3 separate regions of the Mus musculus genome follow, and regions 2 and 3 are each linked to region 1. A link is a contact called in public targeted proximity ligation data. All regions are on one chromosome and are shown on one strand. The core of a region is the stretch at or near the end of the contact, and the rest is flanking DNA. Distances in the headings are between cores, read along the strand shown.

Region 1 (4,426 bases), core at 1,295-3,794:
TATATTCAATTCACACTTAGATAATCTGCCCCTCGCCCAAATGACTACCCCGTTCTTCTGAGGGGAGGGTCTGACCCCCAAACTATAGCAGAAAACACAGCACAGGATATGAGCTACTTGACTGTGTTCCAAAGAAAATCTATTCAACAACAGTTGTGAGAATCTGTGAATTAGTGGGATCCTCCCTCTGTAAGTCACATATAAAAACCAGGGTTTCATGAGCAGATCCAAAGCTTTGTATGAGAAACAATGTAACAAACCAGCTTTTTCCACTATGGCAACTGGTGTCTCAAACAATTCTCTGGACTTAACTTGTTCTATCCTATTATCTACAAAGTAACCATATAATTTAAAAAAATTTTTTAGCATGTTATTTGTATGTGTGTGTATGCAAGTATGTATGTATGTATGTGTGTATGTATGTGTGTGTGTGTGTGTATGTACGTATGCAAGTATGTATGTATGTGTATGTGTATGTGTGTGTATGTATGTGTGTGTGTGTGTGTGTGTGTGTGTAGGTCATAGGATAACTCATGGGATTCACTACTCTCCTTCCACCATATGGGTTCTGAGATCCAAATTCCAGGTTTAGGCTTGGTAGTAAGTGCCCTACCTGATCATTTCATTCTGCTGACCTACATAATTCTTCCAAAGTGTAAGTGTGTTTATAGCATTACACACCAGTGGCTACTGGTTCCATTTGAGGCCCTGCCCATAATTCACTAGAGTCTTACGTCACAACTCTCCCCAGCTTCCTGGGCCATTACAAATACTTAATTGAGTCAGAGAAATAAACCCCAGCCTCATACACTTGCTATGGTTTCTATCTAGAACACTCTTTCCCAAATACCTACTTGGAATTGTCTTTCATTTGACTCAAGTGTCTACTAAACTCCTCTCTCACCAGTGGCCTTTCATAATTACCCAATCTGAAAATATCACTTTAGCCCTATTTCCAACCCTCTGAGCCCTCATGCTGACTCCCCTTTCCTAGGTCCCTTACACTGGCTATTGTCATAGCCTCAGCTGGTGCCTGCCTGCCTCACTCTGCACGGACACATCACCTCACTAGAGCTCTCTACTTGCTCAGTGCTCCCGGGGCCCAGCACAGCTCGAGGACAGTAGGTTGCTCACTGACTTCAAGTTGAATGAAGGGATGGAGTTAAAATGAACACATTTTACGTTTATGTTTACGTGTGTCACGCTCTGTCACAGGCATTGGGATACAAGAGTGAGTAAGGGACATTGTGTCCTTTTCTCCTTTAAGAAAATTCAAAAGGAGAGAGATATAAAATTGACAGAATGGAAAGTGATGTGAGCTTCAGGTGTTTACAGAGACTTGGAGGAACGGCGTTAAGGTCAGACTTAAATTCTATTGTGGAGAGCCTTGAGCTTCATCTGATTCCACAGTGTGGATCCCCAGTTAGAAGTGAAAAGAGAGACATGCCTACAAACAGAACTGACGGAAGTCATCTGGACAATGCTAAATGAGTTTGATCTGTGTTTCTAGAGATGGGGCTGAGGGACGCTGGTGGAGACGGAGACCACGTTAGGAAACTTAGCTCACAGATCTGGTTTTGGTCGAGGAGAGTCTGAGGCACCCAGATTACACACTCAGCCTAGTAAGGAAACCTGACTTGAACACTACAGCGCCACCTTCTCTGTCAAGGGTTGGCAATGTCCTCACAGAGTGGGGCCGCAGGGAACATGCAGGAGCCTCCGTGTTAGCGGAGAGCCATACACAGAGTCCCAGGCCTCGGCTCTACAGTCTGCAAGCTCAGAATGCTCGTCATGGTGCTTTCTTAAAACAAGGGGTACCTGGTTTGCAGTGAAGTCTGACACAAAGGCAGAGATTTCCCGGGAATTTTTCCTAGTCAGTGGCTTGAAAGTCCAATTCTAAATGGGGAGACAACATTATTTACAATTTTAAAAACCAAAAACTTCAGAACCTACTTTCACAGTGAAGGACAACTGTATACAATATAAGACAGAGCTGAATGTCACAGATTCAGAATCGAGGTATCCAGAGCCCTGAAAGCCTGGTTCTAAAGGGCTTGGTGCTGGTGGATATCGGCCATTATACCAGCGGTCTCATTTTCCAATTAGTACATTATTCCTGACAACTTTGTCTTTTCTCCAAAGATAGAAAGTCCGAAGGAAGAAGGAACAGGCTGGCATGAAACGGACTCTGGGATTCTTAAAGTCAGAATCATCTGGGGGGAATTTGGGCTTTATTGGGAACTTAATACCAGCCAAACAGCTCTGATTCTGAGGGGCTGAGTTAAATGGCTCATGGCTGGTGGACTCCAGAGAGAGGGGCCAAACTCATAGGAGTCAAACACAAGGAAAGTTAAGGAGAACACCCATGTTTCCAAAATGGTTCAGAGAAAAAAAGTGTCACATAGCCAGTTAACTAGAAACGAGTAGGTGTTGGGTTGTCGTATCAACGTCATAGTACAAAAGGTTTTGTCTTTCTGATAAGAGCCAGGGAAGATACTCCTCCCCTTATACTTCCTACACTATCAGTGCCCCGCCCTGCCCGGCCCCACCCATGCCTGGAGTGCAACATACCAGTACTGGGAGAGGACAGAGGACACAGTCATGGTTGGGGACACTTAGGGCGACAATCTGCTTCCAAAGGAAAAAGCTGAAGTGAGGGCCTTACAGAGGCCTAAACAGGATACATAAACTCAAATTCCATCACAGTGCCTTACCCAGCAAAGTCAGGGCCAGTTTCAAACGTTTTCTAGGGCAGCAGAAGCCTTGCCTGGGAAGCTGCTGTTTGCTGGACAGGCTTAGGCTCCTGAGATGAAAGGGCTCATCTAAGGCCCCTCGAATGAAAAGCCACAGCCACAGCAAGGACCCAGGCCTGCTCTGAGTTAGCTTTGCGGAACACATCCCAGCTGGTTTACTGCTGCTGGAGAATCTGAATAAATAAGTAAATAAATGATCGCGGTGTTGGCCATAAGTACCAGGAGAATACCGAATTAGAAAGTTTAAAGAGTTTAGAGTTAGAAAGTTCAATTTTGTGAAAAATTTCCCTGCTAGAAAAAGAAAACCTTTAAATGAACTCTTCCTGTGATTTGAACGTTTCCTCAGAGCAAGACTGAAATGATAAAACACCGCAGTTCTGTGAAGGACTCAGTCTGACTGACCGAGTTATGTTCTGGGGCAGTAAAATTGCCTGTGTGTACAAATTTTGATGGAAAACCCAGAAAGTAAACTCACAAAAAATAAAGCAAATTTTAAGGGAAAAAAAAAATAGGTAGCATAATTTGAGGAGCGTGGGAAATATTTTCAATGGACCTTTAACGGGGCAAAGGGGAAATGTTAAAATGTTCCTAAGGGAAAAACAGGACTAAAATGTGTCAGTCAACAACAGCATGCATGTCAGGAATTCTGAACATCACTCTCTCTGAAACCAGCTTCTCTTAAAACCAAAGTAGCAGAAGAAGCAGCAGCAGCAACAACAACAGCAAAACTTTTTTTTTTCCTTTTTTTTCTCCAACACCTCCACGGTAGCATAGCCCATCAATTCTATTCAAACTTCTACTTCACTTATAAAATTGTCAAGCTAGATCCAAGTAAACCCGTGGCTGCTATGTCAGTGACTTCTCACAGGGACGAGGGTCCCCTGGCAAAGCCAGCAGGGGCCTACTCCTTCTGCTTGAAGACACATGACTTCATAAGCTGAGAGACTTTATCCAACACCAGGAAACCACTCAGAAAAGTTCAACAGGAACACTCCACCTGCATTTTGTTTTCTTGATGGAATATGACTCCTTTTAATAGCCAGCCATACTTGGGCTCAGGCAACTCAGTCTACTACAGAGAAACTCAGTGTCCCCATCATCAGTAGCAGACACACAGAGTGACACAGAGAGTGGCAGTTCCAGGGATGAGTGCCTCAGTCCCAGGGATAGCCTTTTTCACTCTGTGGATTTGGTGACACTGTCCAAGGCACAAGAGCAGCAAGCTTGGGCCGTGGCTAGTACCTCCTACTGATGCTCCTACATCCAGTGGGTAGGGAGAAACTGTAATTCCCAACACCATCCAGGAATGCCACAAGGTGGTCCACTCGGAAGACAACCAGACAGCATGAACAAGCGCAGTTAATTAAAGGAAGGGACGAGGTGTTCCTAAGTAAACAGCTCCCTTTGGGCGGTCCCCGTTGTGTTTAGAGCTTGGGACGTGAAAATCACAGTGGAACCAACTAAAAGTGAATACAGGTACTTATCCACACATCCTGTAAGATGGAATCAAATAGATTCTGCACCATGCTTCCTGCTTAAATTAAATGAGATAATCAAATTTTTCCCAAGCAAAGTCATTGTAGAATATCTGTCTAAAACATGTCAAAAACTGTGAATACTTAGTGATGAGGTTCTAGGTCTGACAGGGGTGGGAGGTTGGCAACAATTCACCT
Region 2 (4,426 bases), core at 506-3,005, 110 kb after region 1:
TCTAGTACGTTGAATTTTTCCCTCTTCTTCCAGTTCATTAAAAACATCCATTTGTAATTGTAACTCTATATGACTCATATAGAGACCAAGAAAAATTGACAGGCAATTTTTGAGAAAAGCAGTCTGTAAATAATCACCATGAATACAGACAAAATTTGAACTCTCCAGCCTGGAAGATGGATAAAGGCCTCTAACCGTGCTCCTCTAAGTCTGATCCTTGGAACTCATGAAAGAAGCTAGACATGGTAGCACACATCTATAATCCCAGCATCACTATAGTGAGAAGGGAGGCCGAGACAGAAAAGAGGCTGGAAGGTCTCAGGTCAGCTAGCCCAGAACCCCCAGTGCAGTTGCAGAAATGAGACAGACTGCGTCTCAAAGAAGGTGGAAAGTGAGAACTGATTCCCAAATGTTGTCCTTTGACTTCTACACACATGCTATGACACACGCACTTGCACACACACAGAAAAACAAAACAAAACATCGGTTTTTGTTGGTTTTTGTTGTTGTTGTTGTTATTGTTTTGTTTTTCGAGACAGGGTTTCTCTGTATAGCCCTGGTTGTCCTGGAACTCACTTTGTAGACCAGGCTAGTTTTGAACTCAGAAATCTGCCTGCCACTGCCTCCCAAATGCTGGGATTAAAGGTGTGCGCCACCACCGCCCAGCACAAAACATCTTTTTAAATGTGAAAAACCGAGTGTAGCACTGCAGTCTAGCACTTAGATCAAACTACTGAGTGATACTTTAAGTCCCATCAGTATACTGTTTCTAAGTCCTTATAAGATACTTTGTCTTGTTAGGTGCCTCAGACATTTCTAGAAGGTGTGAGATTGAAGCCTCACTTTCAAAGAGGTTAGAAAATTTGTTAAGAGCCTCTGAGAAGGCCAACAGATTAAAACAAAGCAAAACAAAACAAACAAACAAAAAAATCCTCTTTGAAGTTCGTCAATGCCAGAACCCACAATGGAAGGAGAACTGACCGCCAAAGGTTGTCCTTTGACCTCTACATGCACACAGTAGCACATATGTACACAAACGTATATACATGAACATACACATGTACATGTACACGCATACATACATAAATGTGCACAAACTATAATGCTGAATTAAAATGTATGTTTTTATAGAAATGAAAAATACAGTAACGTGGCAAGATACATGGTATCATTAAAATTTTGGGGGGCTTAGGATTACTTGCTAGATAATTATATATAATAACATACACAATTATAGTTTTGAATACAGGTATTTAACAAAATTGGCTGTCTTGTTTCACAGTCCATTTGTGTTGTGTTTTGTTATGTATATGGACTGGGTGGAGAGAGAAAGGGTTGGAGTTTTTCCACCTGTTTGAGCAGAAGGCTTCCTTTGTGGGTGGTAACTGAACCTCCCCTCCACATGATACTGGCAATTTGGAAATGTCTGGAGTAGGCATTGCTTCCTCATTACATCAACATATCATTGGCCAAGCCCTCATCGCGTCTTTAGAATGCCCTCCTCCCACGAGGCTGCTCACTAGACATAAACAGTCTGTAGATACGGCAAATCAAAAACACTTAACCTGCATAAGCTTACAGTCAGTAAACCAATGACATGAGCAGCTACCTCCAGTCTCTCCTGCAATGGAAAGATCCACAAATGAGAAAAGACATTGCAAAACAGAACAGCAAGAGAAGTAAAGGAAGCTACAGGCCTGGGCTCATTCCACTGCTAAGCGCTTAAAGGCTGAGAGCGGGATAGACGCAAGGAGTGCCTGGTGATTTCCATCTACCCACAAGGCAAAAGAAACCAAGAGCAAGCTGACTGCATTCTCTCCAAGCTATGATGAGTAGCCATGTCCCTCGTCAACTGCTCATCCCTGCCATGATATTTTTAAAATTCTCTGTACAACTGTGTGGATCAGCGTTTTTCACTAAGAATGCCATGGGGCTAGGGCAAAACCACTTTCTCTTTCAGTCTTCAGATGCTACTGTCAAGGGTGCCTCACAGGCTTTTTCTAAGGGGCGCCACAGAATACACAAACTCCTCTGTTATATCAATCGCCACAAACCTGGATAAACTTGTTCACAGGTCAGAAAATGAACCTGACACTGAAATAAGATTCTCAGCACTCATCAAGCTGCCTTATGGCATGAGGAGAATGAGAACAGAAAGGCAAGGTTAACCCACGTCCGAATCTCAAGTCAAGTTCTATTCATGTAAAACCACGACCTTAGGGAGGGAGGGGGACAGAAGCATCAAGATCAATCACTTTAAATCCTCACAGAATAAGGTGGAGGCAAAAAAATCGCCCCATCTCCGCAGGAATGCAGAGTACTCCCTTGCTAAGATGAGAACCCCAAGCTGGGAACCCCATTTGCAATGTCTCCCAAAACCCCAGTCCTGTGAGTAAAATGTGACAAACCCACCTTTCTTTGTCACTAACAAGGAAGTAACTGGGCTAGAGAGAAAAATTTGCAGGCTTGTGTGAAAAACAGCCAAACGCTGTTTTTCCAGAAGAGCTGGCTCAGAGTGCACTAATCTCTGTGCCCTGGGTTAAGATGCAGCATCTGGCTCCCAGGTCTCCACTGAAAAAAGTAGAGCTTGCAGCCTGCTCTCCACTGATAACGGTGAGAGCACGCCATGGCACTTCCTGTTCCCATCCCACCCACATCTGGAGGGAACACTCAGAACTGTGCACAGGCTCATCATGTTGATACATATGTTGAGGCTGAGCAGGTTATTAGGATATTTCACCAAGAGAGAGAAAGAATGCCAGGCTAGCCAAGTTGCACACATGATACCATTCTTCTTTGTAGCTAGAACCTGGAGTGTGAGAATATGTTACACATGTTGAGAAAAAGAGTCTTTGCCAAGAGTCTGACCAGAGGCCATGTTTCCTCTGGTCAAGACTGGAACACACAGTACCAAATATGGACGCACACCAAAAATTCATGCAAAATATCTGAAACCAGGGTGTGTAATAGGGCTCTGCCGGGCCTCTCCCATGGGGATCTGATGAAGCAAGTCTGGGTATCTGGGTGGTGCCTGAGAATCTTTGCTTTTAACAAGCACCTGAGGAACGGTATAAGCTCAGGCAAGTCTGGGGAACACTAGTAGACAATCATGCTCAGGCTACAGCCCTTAATAAGAGCACCAATTATGTACATTATAATAAATGCAAACAATAGCAAATAATGGTCTTCTTATACAATACTACTGTTGTGACAAGAGTCACTTTAAAGAAAGGTTGGTAAGTTGTGCAACAGTTAACAGCTAATACATGACAGCCACGCCATCTAAATAGACAGATGCCTAACTCCAACTGTGACCATTATACGCACAGCCTCATTGGCCAGCACAGATCCTGCCCATCTTGTAAAAAGTACCAACAGAGAAAGATTTCTGCATTAGCTTTTTAAAATCACGAACCACATACTGAGACCCATGCTGTTTCTGTGCATATTATCTTCATACATCTTTGGTCTCCAGACCTGTCCCCAGGAGGTAAAAAAGAGCAAAGCAAAAGGCCAGAGGCTCATCCCATACAAACAATTAGTTTAGCAGAACTAGGGTATGTTATAATTTAGCCCCCAAATCTGTGAAATGCAAGGCTAGATTTCTGTTTTCATTAAAAGTCTGGTTCAGTCGCTCAAAAGAAGAAGTGGAGGCTAGGTATTTATACCAATTTGTGAAGAAGAACAACAGAAAAAAAAGAGAAAGCAGGTAAATCCTGAATCCAGATGGCTCCCCTGGGATTCTTTGACTTTGCAAAGGCCGTGGCAGGAAACATCCAATGGGAACTGTGGTTCACACTTGGAACGTCCATCATCCAGGGCTGCTTAGCTTGCTCATAACTGCTAATGAATGGGAAAGGCAGCTGGAGATCAGGACAGGCAAGCAAGCCATACTCAACTGTGCACAGAGGAGCTAAGCTGGGGTGGAAGGTGAGCTGTTTGGGGGAGCTGTTCACAGTTTCAGCCCAGGGAAATCTTCCATTTACAAGTATTAAGTTTTGCTTTGTTTTGTTTTGCATTAGGTTATTTTTAAAGAAGAAAATTAATCTTTTTTACTTGTCCTTAGTTAAAATGAAAGGCTTAATCTGTCACAGGATCAGTAGCCCCAACCCTCTCAGGTTAGCTGGAAACTCATTTGAGTTTCAAAAAGAAACAAAAAGTAAAATCCTGATTCGTCCAAGCACTTGCCTAGGCCTCTATTACAGTAGGGATGGGGACAGGTGACTCATTCAATTACTTGATGAGGCCTCTGAACACAGCAGGGATGGGCAGAGCCCTGTGTCATTGACTCCTTTCTTGTAATTCTAGGTTGTCAGGCATCACTAAATGCTGCAAAGAGAGGTAGAGCGAGGGAAGGTGTCCCTACTATAGAGTCACCTGAACAATGACATCAGGGAAATGCAGAGCAGGCACACCTATGGGGGAA
Region 3 (4,426 bases), core at 1,018-3,517, 85 kb after region 1:
TCCATGCTGTTATCTACAGAGAAGACTGTTGCCACAAGCTCATTACAGAAGGACATTTAAGCCTATGGCAGAAATGCATGCATTGTACTGGGTAAAATAAATATGGACGATCACATATATATAAAACAATGATTTTAATTTTGTATCTTATTTTTAAAAGCATACATATTCACAGGAATAAGAACAGAAGCCTCCATACCAAACTATTGCCAGTGGCAACTTCTAAGTACTGCTTTTTAATTTTCTTTTTATTTTGTTTCCTGGTAGTATGAGAAAAGGACTTTTTATGTAGCCCTGGCTGTCCTGGAACTGGCTAAGCCAGCCTCAAAATCAGAGACCCACCTGCCCCTGCCTCCTGAGTGCAGGGAATAAAAAGTGTGTGCCATTTTCTTTAGGACACGCATGGCAGATTTTTATGTAGAATCAGATAAAGAGGGAAGCACTGAAACTGGTGGGGCACGCCTCTCATCATGGCACTGGGCAAGCATAGCCTGTTTCAAAACAGTTATGTATTAGTTAACAGGAAACAGGAGTAGGGAGAGGAGGGAGAGGGTGGTAAGGAGTGGAAGAGCAGCATTTCACTGTGACCAAGGACAGGTATACAAGCTAGAATTCTGAAATTTGTATAAGAATGGTAGAACCATCCTCCTCTGTGGGATGCTGAGGTCAAATTCCAGTCCCAACCTGCTATGTGACACAAGTACAAAAACAAGCTGACCCAATTGCAGCCACCATCCAGAGAAGCCTACACTGAGGACACAGCTCACAAGCAGACATACCTTCTAACCTAAATCTGAAATGCCGCGCCGCCGCCCCCCCCCGCCCCCCCCCCCCGCCCCCAAAAAGGAAGCAGCAGGGCCAATAGAAGCCACCACTTCTCCAAGGAGAATGCTGTCACCAGAGCTTCAGAATGCCCTTGTGTGGGTGTGAAATGTAAGGACATTCTCTGTAAGGCTGCCTCCTTAATGTCACTGCTGTGTGTAGCCAGTGAGGCAGAGTTGACCAGTCTGTGAAGTCAGAGAGCTAACATCAAGTATGGACTCCTTCATCCTCTAACCACATGATCTCAGGCAAGGTTCACCACGGCTTCAAGCCTCAGGTTGGTTCCTTTCAATGGCCTGCCATACCTAAGTCCAGGATTTTAGTAAAGATTTTAAATATTTATCAGTGGGACCGAAGATGTGGCTTCGTGACCAGGTACTCGACTGGCATAAAAGAGGGGCCTGGGTTCAATTCCCAATACCGGAGGTAGAAGGGGAAAAAATGGTTAAAGTATTTGTCAGGATGGATAGCCACTACTAACTCCTTAACATGCCTGAAGCCTAAGCACAAAGACTTTTAAAATCACGAGTCCCCTCATTTTAAACAAAGACAACAAAGTACGGATGTCATGCTCCTAAGATTCAAGTCTGAGTGCCTCAGGACAACTCCTCCGGCGAGATCCGACAGCCACTGAGTCCACACATGGCGTCCGGGTGGATGGCTTGGGGTTTGTTCCCATTTGGTCACCTCTACAGTACTGGGGTGTCACCCTGGGGCCTTGCGAAAGCTGCAGTCCCATGTGACCTCTATTAAAAAGGCTTCATCTGCTGAGATACTTTTGTGAACTACATAAGACCTCCAGAAAATACCGCGTCCTTTCCTCTCTAGCATCTGCTTCCCTAGCTTTACGCTGGACAAGGTCAGAATGACAGCAGCCACCACAGCAGAGCCTGCATCAGAAACAGAGTATATTTCAAATAAGTTCTCATGACAATAATCTCAGCAGAGCGATGAAAATAGTAAAAGGTGAAAGTATTAATATTTAATCCTAATATGATACAAAGTAAGACCGTTTGAAATAGGAGTAGCACATATTTTAAAAGTATAGTTCCACAAGAATTAAACAGATGTCTTAAAATCCAATCTCAAAAGAAGGAGGCAGCACACCGTACCATTTCCAGACAATGGAGTACAGTCCAGGTAACACACCTACCACCAGGTCCGAGGCAGCCTCAGGGACGAGCATGTTAAGTACAAAAGCCAATGGAAGCCTATTTGGAGGGCACCCACTGGCCAAGGTTCAACACCATCTGCTCTGTCCCAAGAGAAGTTGCCTGTGAGGTGTCCAGTCAGAAGTTCCCTGTCAAGAGCACCTGGCCAGAGTCAAGCTTATCACTGCTGCTTTCCTTTTTGTCCCCTCAGGCAACCGGAAGGACCATCAAAGAGGCTGAGTCAGAGCTAAGGAGTGACATTCCAGGAAAAACAACTGTCTGGCCTGTGGAAAGGACTGGCTCCACGCCCACTGAGCACCTGTCTCTGACTCAGGGTCATCCAGATAGGCATGGCAGGCTCAGGCCATGCTCTCCCTCGTTACCTCTGACAGCTACGGTTTCACATCCAGCAACTGGCTCTTTTACATGTGTGCTGGTTTCTCAGCCAGGGTCATGTCAGGTACTAAGTTTCCAAGCCAGACAATATGGTACACTCCTATGAACTCAAAGGTGATCTCAGACCAAAGGGACAGACAGTTTAAGGCTAACTTTGAAACTGCATCATAAAATCCCAAAGCTAACCCTAACCTTACACGTGCAGGAGGCTGGCTCAGTAACAGTAGCAGCATTATGAGGGTAAACAACTTGAAAAAGAGCTGCAGTAGCCCCTCCCCCACACCTCACATCTTGTGTCTCAGCTTTTTGATTTTGTACTTCCTTCATTTTTATTAGCATAAAGCACATATAATTCATTTTCCTTCATTAAAAACTAAATCCTTAACCCTTGTGGTAAGTTTAAATGAGAATGGCTCCCACAAACTCAATGTCAGGTCCCTAGTTGGCAGAACTGCTTTAGGAAGGATTAGGAGGTGTGGCCTTGCTGGAGCTATGTCACAGGGGTGAACTTTGAGGTTTCAAAAGCCCAGGCCAGGCCCATCTCTGTCTCCAACTTGAAGAAGGAGAAGAAAAAAGTAAGCTCTCAGCTACTGTTTCAGCAGGCAGGGCTGCCTACCTACACATGTTTCCACAAACTGTAAGCAAGCCCCCAATCAAATGCTTTCTTTTATAAGTTGCCTTAGTCCCGGTCTGCACAGCCAGAGCTACAGAAAAGTAACTAAACACTCAGCTTCTCTCTTCCTCTTTCCCTCCCATTTTATAATCCATAAGGCTCTAAATCTTTTTGAGGTTCATCTAAAGCCGATGGTGAAACGCAAGGCCATTCTAAGCCTCAATCACAAATTATCAAGACGCCATTCCTGAACCTTGCACTGAAATAACCAGTCTACTGAACATGACAACAGGCTTAACTCCCCCTCCCCTCTGGGTGCCAGGGACGGAATCTAGAGCATCACAGATGCCAGGCATGCGTGCGCTCAACTGCCCAATCACACCCACGCGTACTGAGAAGAGACAGCTCAAAGGACAAAGATGCTCCACTTTGGATAGTTGTAACATCTTTTAAGAGATCACGTTTGGCCCATCATGGTGGAGCAAACCTTTACTCCCAGTACTTGTGGGAAAGAGACAGGCAGATTTCTATAAGTTCACGACCAGCTTGCTGAGCATAACAAGTTCCAGGGCAGCAAAGGCAATACAAAGAAAGAAAGGAAAAAGGAAAGAAAGAAAAAGAGAAAAGAAATCATGTTCCACCTGCAATAACTAAAACCAGAGGTGCAAAAAAGCAGCTGTCCCAACTAACTATACTGAGACAAAAATGTTAAACCCTAGACCCCTCTTGCCACTGTAAAAGTATTCGGTTAAAGCTTCAGGTTAATGCAGAGATCTACATTTACGTAATATAAACCATACCACCTCTTAATAAAAACAACAGACGACCTATAAATCCAAAGCCCCATGGATTTATCTCAACAAGACGGAAATAATACATTCAAATTTCCACCAAGCCTCACCTTGCTTCATATGACAAAAGTCTCAGCTTACCTTGAAAATGAAATACTATTTGGAGAGTAAAACTGCTAGTGTTTACTCTGGGTACTAGTGCACCAGTCACCTGTCAGGGGTGCCAAAAAGAAGCGGACAGGCTGGGAGATGGAGCTGCAGGGCGGAGGACTTGCTGGGCACGGCTAAGTTCCTGGGGCTCAGTTCCCAGCACCACAAGATGAATTACAAAATAAGTAAATAAAATCAACAGAGAAAAATGGATTTGAAAATTATTTCTGGAGTAGCTCTTTTAAGACTTTCAAATGTGACTTTTCAAAGCCATACTTTGAGATTGTAGGTGGCCATTACAGCTGACCCCTCTTCTCCAGGTCTCCTTTAAAATAATAGTGCATCATGATAATGACAATCCATACAGTCAGGAACCCCAGAAGCCTTCCCACAGAAGACAAGGGACACCAGGGGCATTGTGCTGTGTGTGCTGGTAGGACAGAGTGACAATAGAGATTGAGGAGCTGAGGTACAGCCAGCAAGGGTTCCATCAGGACTAAGGG

Evidence for each region.
Region 2: a contact with region 1 is called in a targeted proximity ligation map of embryonic stem cells, with 6 read pairs. A contact is called at or near these places in 4 of 484 Hi-C or Micro-C datasets (B cells, CD4 T cells, CD8 T cells and 1 more), 9 of 130 datasets of targeted methods (the 230-238 cell line, CD8 T cells, bone marrow-derived macrophages and 4 more) and 3 of 9 other capture datasets (adipose tissue, liver and pancreatic islet).
Region 3: a targeted proximity ligation map of embryonic stem cells shows a contact between it and region 1, with 14 read pairs. A contact is called at or near these places in 1 of 484 Hi-C or Micro-C datasets (centroblasts), 5 of 130 datasets of targeted methods (CD8 T cells, embryonic stem cells, fetal liver and 1 more) and 3 of 9 other capture datasets (adipose tissue, liver and pancreatic islet).

Annotation. Positions count from the first base shown.
Region 1 is chr19:32,154,752-32,159,177 of GRCm38.p6, forward strand. All of the region lies in intron 6 of Sgms1 (sphingomyelin synthase 1), which reads right to left. Among named protein-coding and RNA genes, the nearest start is that of Asah2, 54 kb to the left of the region's middle.
Region 2 is chr19:32,270,111-32,274,536 of GRCm38.p6, forward strand. The region is part of intron 3 of Sgms1 (sphingomyelin synthase 1); the gene reads right to left. Among named protein-coding and RNA genes, the nearest start is that of Sgms1, 120 kb to the right of the region's middle.
Region 3 is chr19:32,240,129-32,244,554 of GRCm38.p6, forward strand. The region is part of intron 4 of Sgms1 (sphingomyelin synthase 1); the gene reads right to left. Among named protein-coding and RNA genes, the nearest start is that of Asah2, 140 kb to the left of the region's middle.